2 separate regions of the Arabidopsis thaliana genome follow, and region 2 is linked to region 1. Evidence: chromatin contacts called from public capture Hi-C data. All regions are on one chromosome and are shown on one strand. The core of a region is the stretch at or near the end of the contact, and the rest is flanking DNA. Distances in the headings are between cores, read along the strand shown.

Region 1 (3,737 bases), core at 522-3,021:
CGAAATTTTGGTCTAACCAAAGTAAGCATAGGGACAGTATTTACCATTCACAACTGCTCTTGGAAACCTCCGGTAGTAGAACTAAGTCATTTTCAGACAGGACCAAAAAGAAATAGTAACTCATATGTAGAACTTACACTTCAACTTTTATTCCCATATATATGAAAGTTGGAAAACTCTCTACATATAAGTGACACATCATCACACAAGAAAATGACATGTGTCATTCTACATTAATTAAATAAAAAAATTAGTAAAACTAATTGAGGAAAAATTAAAAGTCTTTTGTTGTGTTAAATTCTCTATTAATCTCACTCTTAAAATTAATTTTCTAAAAACATTCAATAAATAAAAAAATCATAATAATGTATCAAATACTACTTTTATTCTATTTTACTTATTTTTATATTTTTTTATCAATAGTTATTAATCCATAATGGCTAAAAATTTACGTGTATTGTATTTTAGATAATTGCTATCTAACCTCATATTAATTTAATAATTTTAGTTGGATATTTTCTTATTATTACGTTATGTGAATATGATTTATCATATGACCTTCTTTCTGTTTATTTTTGTGCGGTCTGATAACTTGATAACATTGATATACAATTTTTTCACGTAATGGTCATCCGAGACATTAGACATATCCACACAAAAATACGAGACTCTATATGGCTATATGCAAGGGAAGATAATTAAAGTGTTAACTTAAATTACTAGCATATCATGATAGGTTGGTGTACTAGATGACGAAAGAATATATGAAAAAAAGAATTGTTTGTTACAATTAAGTTAAACAAATTTCAAAATACATTAGTAATATAACTACATATTAATATATCATATAATGTTGTTGTATGTGTTCATGATAGTGAAATACTTGAATAATAGGTATATAAATATTCATATTATAGTAAAATTGTTGATCTATACTATATGATTTCACAATGAAACAACGTAGATATATATATAGGAGGAGAAAACTTGGGGAGTAAGTGTCTTAAAGATAAAGTAACTTGGTGAGTAAGACTTATATATAAGGATAAGATAAGGTCATATGATCTACTTTAAAGATGGATAATCATCCATGTTTTCTAACATGTTTCACTTTATTGTGCTCAGGACCAGTTATGTACGTGTATGTGGATGAGTTTTTGTGGCTAAATCGAAGAAAGAATGTGAAAGCTAAAAGGAGGATTAAACCCTAACTAAAAGCTAGCTAACCTCATTGTTCACTAATTAATCACACTGAAAAAGGCAACGCAACAAGCTAAACAAATCCCAACTTAGAAAGAAAAAATACGCTAAAAATTTAACACTAATCACACTTACAATATAACGAGCAGAATTAGTAACAACAAAGCAAAGGAAGGAAGCTAAAGGAAACAGAACATTTAGTATTTATACACGAGACGTGAGAGAGAATGGGGTAACTCGAAAAACCCTAGAGATAGGACAGATATCATCATCCTGTGTCGGGCTGCAAAAAATCGCTAACTTTCTCTCCGTACAAGCTTTTTCATCACCTCTCGTGCTTCCTGTGTTTGTTGTTTCTAGTCGTTTGCATATGACCGTTGTGCCTCAGACGACGTCGCTTTAGTATTGGGCTTAATCTTTAGCTGGCCCATGTTTCTCTTTTCTTCATTTGACCCAATTTATCAACACAGTCGTTTTTTGCTCTCTCGGATTGAGAAATTCTGCTTGTAAACCATAACGTACCAATAAACCCGTTTTGGTTGGCATTAACGTACACATTGATGCACTTTTCTTAGAACGTTAAGATACGTCGTATAGGTTAGTGCTGTGTTCGATGTAGAATCCCAATCTTACACGTGGCTCGTTAAGAACCCTTGATCTTTGACCGTTCAAAGTTCAAAAAATTTCAGGTCTGCGCAGAGAACGGGAATTGAAAAAAACAAAGTAAAAAGAAGAAGAAGACGAAGAAGAAGAAAGTAGCAAGAAAATAGTTTCCGTTACACATTCTCTGCTTTCGATTTTGCCTCTGCGAAAACAAATCCCTAATCATCTCCACCATCTTCTCATCGATTTGATTTTCTCCGGCGAATCATCCGTCCGTCGTCGACCACCACCGCCGCGTTTTCTTTCTCCGACGTGTTCCCTCTGTTAAGTCCCTTCTTCTCTGTAAGCGATCTTTTAATTTCTCTCTTGTTTCCTATTCTGGATTTGATTTCAGGTGACTATTATGTTGGATTCTCATGTATTGGTTGTTCTAGTTTCCATAGATGGATTTCTGAACAATCTAACAGTTACGATTACTGATTCTCAAAGAAAATCTTCGATTAGGTGATTAGATTTAGAAGAAATTGTGTTTGATCTACAGATGTAGAGTAGATTTGTAGCGTTTAGGTCTTATAAGTTTCTAAAATTGGTTTCGATTTTGTGTGTAGAAGATGATGGGACCTCCGAGAACTCCGTTAAGTAAGATAGATAAGTCCAATCCTTATACTCCATGTGGTTCCAAAGTTACAGAGGAGAAGATTCTTGTCACTGTTCGGATGAGACCATTAAATTGGAGGGAACATGCCAAATATGATCTCATTGCTTGGGAATGTCCCGATGATGAGACTATCGTCTTTAAGAATCCGAATCCTGACAAGGCTCCAACAAAATATTCATTTGGTATTTTTTATTAGAATCTAGTCGATTGCTTATTTTGTCTTCTCTTCTTTCCATTTTTGTTATATAGCTCATTTAAGTTTTTTCTTCTTTGTACTTATAGATAAAGTTTTTGAGCCAACTTGTGCAACTCAAGAGGTGTATGAAGGTGGTTCTAGGGACGTTGCACTATCTGCATTAGCAGGAACAAATGGTAACTACACAGAAATCTAAAAAATCCCATTATCTAAGGATATGTTATTTGTGGATATGTGATTTCTTGTCTCTATCTATTGCAGCAACTATTTTTGCTTATGGTCAGACTAGTAGTGGCAAGACGTTTACAATGAGGGGGGTTACTGAAAGTGTTGTTAAAGATATATACGAACATATAAGAAAAGTGAGTGATCAAATGGATGTGTTTTGGTTTTGGTTTTGTTACGAAGTGATATGTTCTTTTTCTATTCTCATGGATCTGTTGAAATCTATGTAGACTCAAGAAAGGAGCTTTGTCTTGAAAGTATCTGCTTTGGAGATTTATAACGAGACCGTGGTTGACCTTTTAAATCGTGATACTGGGCCCCTTAGACTGTTAGATGATCCAGAGGTAAGTAAAGGGTCGGAAACACTAAGTCAAGGCTCATGAACTATCTCGGCCAGTATAAGAATGCTGTGTATATTGCAGAAAGGAACCATTGTGGAAAATCTGGTGGAGGAAGTGGTAGAAAGCAGGCAACATTTACAGCATTTAATTAGCATTTGTGAAGGTAATTCTTCTATCACCTGTTAAGATGCTCTATATCTTTTTATGCATTTGATGGTGATAGTATTCTAAGTAATGTTTAGCAAAGCCTTAGAACCATGTAGATGACATATATAAAATATGACTAATTATTTCACTAATCACTAATGAGACATATGATATCATCATTTTATTTCCTGTTATGTGATTTTCCATTTATTGTTACAGATCAAAGGCAAGTAGGTGAAACTGCTTTAAACGACAAAAGTTCAAGATCGCATCAGATTATTCGGCTGGTATGATCTATACTTATCTGATATGCTGCATGATTGAATTAATATTCTATTAAACATGGAGAAGATAGTTTTGCCTAGTT
Region 2 (3,737 bases), core at 779-3,278, 310 kb after region 1:
GTAAACGTGCCTGAGAGAGAAAATTTCTTGTAAAACTTATTAAATGATATTCTATTCAATTAAATGTACCCTAGCAAGTCTGATAAGTGATAAGCAAGATTAACTCAAAACAAAATTGGATCTAAAACCGTGTGAGCCGACGGAACGAGATTGAGCATGATTGAGAAGAACCGAAGCCGCCATTGACGAGTTCAGAAGAGAAAACGGGAACTGAGTAGTCGCTTCAAGTTGTCAGACGATTGAGAGGGCTTTGTAGATCGATTTTGTAACTGACGATCGAGATCTAGAGGAATTGCGACTGAGCGGGATTGCGACTGAGAGGGATTGAGACTTAGAAGGCTCGAGAGTGAAAGATGAGACATACAAATTGGGATCGTTTGTGAGAGGGTTTCTAATCGAGTAGAGAGAAGATATAACCTAAAAGTTTCAGATCTAATATCCAACCCAATCTAATTTCTTTTCTTTTAATCTCTATTTCTTTATTTTCTTTTCTTACTTAGTAAAAAATTTGGAGCCAACAAAATTTTTACTTTCCCGGTTATCTCTATTATAACGTTTTGAATGTCATATATGCTATCATAAAGCCAAAAACTAAGCGCCACTACGAAATATTTTTGCGGTTAATCTACCATAGCGTTTGTTTTTTCGAAAACGCTATATAATTTTTTTCAAAACACAATTATACCAGAATCATTGAAAACGCTATATTGTATTACTATTAATACCTTCATTTCCTGTAGTGGAAAATGCGGAATGATATCATTTTCAATAATAAACGATGGTCTATTCGGGACATTATAAACAAAGCTCTCATTGACAAGCAACAATGGAATGAGAGTCTACGGTGGAGTGACGCTAACAAATAGCGAGATTCAATTCAAAGAGACCCTAATACCACAACACCTATTACAACCAAAAGAGGACGTAATGACTATTATTCATCAAGCAAAAACTTATTGTTGTTTTGTGGATGCTTCATGGGTCTCTTCTACTGCCACTGTAGGCATAGGCTGGATCATGTACACTCCAAATGCGCAATTTGTACTTTGGGGAATGTCTGCAATACGACCAACGAGTTCGCCGCTTGAAGCAGAAGTCGAGGCCTTAAAATTAGCTATGATTCATCTTTGAAGGCTCGGATATGATGAAGTTCTATTTCCGGAGATGCAGCAGAGCTTTATGAACCCCTCCACTCAGCAATCCACGGGCTGCAACATTCACCTATATTGACATACCTCCAAGAAGTACGAAACTTGGCATCAGGATACAAGTCTTTTGACTTCCTTAAGATCTCACGTAATATCAATCATGTAGCGGATAGAATTACTAAGGATGCTAGAGCTAAAAACTTAAGCCTTGTAATATCCTGAAATGATGTATCTTGATTCCAAGTTAATGCAAAAGGTTGACGACAAAAAAAAAAAAAAAAAATTTATTTCCAAAAAATAATTAAAAACAAAAATTAAAGAATTTTTTTTAATCATATTTCTTGTTTAAAAAGCAAAAAAAAAAAAAAATTAAAATAAATATAAAAGAAAAATATACTAGAGAATATTCTTTATTAAATGGAGGAAGAAATTATTATTAACTGATGTAGCAACATCTACGTCATTATTATTAGGCTTTTAATTATGTTATTCTTTAAACTTGTGTTGGGCTTTATTTGGGTTTTATTACGTCGGTTTGTGTTTGCTTTGGCAACAAGCTTTGACTAGGATTTCTTTTATGTTTCGACCATAACCAGTCTGCTTCTTAGGTTCGTTAGACTTGGTTGTTTTTTTTGATTAATAAAGAGAAAGCTTTTCTCAACTTGAAGTCATTAATACACAAAGCTAAGAACTCCTAGCTACAAATAGATCTTTGAGAATCCATTGATATCCAAAGACTCTTTTTGTACTTACCGCTGCACTATTAACTCACTTAACCATGGTATGCCACATATCATGTTATTAAGAACATGAAAAAGTGTATGTGTAGATAGATTTACCTTCCAAAACCCATCACTCCATCACAAGATAATTTTGGATTTATCTATGCATTAAATTAGAAAATTATAATTAAAAAAACAAAAGTTAACTAAAATAATATTTGCATTAAATTTATCATCCATATTTAGAGAGAAAAATAGAGTGACTAAACTAAAACTCTTTTTTCTCTCGGGTACTAACATCGAGACGCAGTCCCTAACCACCTATTCGGCACCGGTGAAGCTTATGCTTGTCGGCATCGGGAGATCTCCTCCTCTTGTCCCTGGTGTGATCTAATTCTGCTTTTGGCCGTTTTTTTCAATCTACATGTATCTTCAACCGCTTGCCTTTGTTCCACGGTGCCTCAACCCTTCGAGACAGAGACAGGAAGAGCTCTTTCTTGATCCTCTTGTTGTCTGCTCCGCTCTCAACCTATCTGTCAAAGTGGACAAAAGAAGCTTCTTCAAATCCGAGTGAAGCTTCTACCCACCCGTCTTCGTGCATGACAAGAGCTCCACCTCCCCATGCGCATCATTTGGATCCCCCATGGCTCAGTCCCAAGCTATTGGTTTGTTTCTGGTGGCTGGAAATCCTTGAACCGTCAGCTACGACGATTGACAAAACCCTAATCTCGCTGGAGGCTCCTTCTACTGGGCTTGGCCCACATTACCAACAAAAGCACCAGGGCCCAATGTTGATTTATTCGTTGACCATCTTTAAGAATTACGGCCCAACATTAAGAATCATAAAAGCCCATCTACCAGGTTTTTATTAAAGCCCAGATTGTATTTATGCACAATCCAAATGGCAGCCCAAATCCCCTGACTGCTCAATCCAGGCCCATCTGTATCATTTTTTTGGCCAGGAAATTAATAAGGCATCGTCCATTCCCATCTCTGCCTAGGTTTGAGCTGAACTCTCTTTCGTTCATTCTTAGCAACTGTTTGTGTCGTGTTATATGTATAATTGATTGTGGACGTCAGTTGGAACATAATTCACTTATGTTGATAGTCTGATACAAAGTTTTTTTGGGAACCATGCCCTTAAAACCGCTTAGGCACATTATCCATGAAGTTAATAGATTGAAGAAGAACGACATTATCATCCCATTTCTAAGGAGCGGTGATTACCGAAGCTTCTTCAATCTGTCCTTAACCTTTACTCCGAATCGAATCCAGCTCCCACATCAAGAATACTATCTAAGATTGTCGAGGATGCACGACGTTGCCTCCTTTTGCGCAGAACTCATATTTGGCCTTAAGGGTCTTTGGCGCAATAGCTGCTTCACCTTGGAGGGAATTTCAGCTCTGCCATCCTCCTTATCGAGAATTGCTTCAAGTCTTTCCGTTTTCTCCAAGTGGTTCACGCCGGAAACCATTGAAACTAAAGAACATTTTTCAAAGTCACGAATTCTTTTGATAGTGACTATTGTTAAGCTCCCCGAATTTTTTGCCAAAGTGTCTTTGACACACCATGATTTCGCTTGTGATATGTTGCGCAGCTCCTGTCTCCGAGTTCTTATGGATTTATCTCCTATGTTTAATGCTCTCTCAACCTTCCTAGCTACCCTTGATGTAATCTTATGCTTAATCTGCTTTATGTACCCAACCATTCAGTTGATGATCTGTACTCTATATCCTTCTTTGGTTTAATGAATGGATAAGTGGTTCGACAAGCAAAAAACAATTAGAGAAAAAAAAGAATATAAAGATATTGTGGTTTTAACTATAATCATCTATACTATTAATTGAGAATCATTGAAAATAAACA

The links. Capture Hi-C pulls out chosen DNA fragments and counts their contacts.
Region 2: a contact with region 1 is called in a capture Hi-C map of seedling, with 1.8 times the contacts expected there. A contact is called at or near these places in 1 of 26 Hi-C or Micro-C datasets (root) and 1 of 3 other capture datasets (seedling).

Annotation. Positions count from the first base shown.
Region 1 is chr3:15,189,015-15,192,751 of TAIR10.1, forward strand. TES (ATP binding microtubule motor family protein) reads left to right here and starts at 1,772. Exons shown (of 16, transcript NM_001339093.1): 1 at 1,772-1,797; 2 at 1,890-2,145; 3 at 2,238-2,643; 4 at 2,744-2,833; 5 at 2,919-3,019; 6 at 3,113-3,226; 7 at 3,305-3,386; 8 at 3,590-3,657. The coding sequence starts at 2,415.
Region 2 is chr3:15,499,988-15,503,724 of TAIR10.1, forward strand. It overlaps AT3G43580 (Beta-galactosidase related protein), which reads left to right and starts at 2,029. Exons shown (of 1, transcript NM_114226.3): 1 at 2,029-3,651. The coding sequence starts at 3,005. The coding sequence ends at 3,619.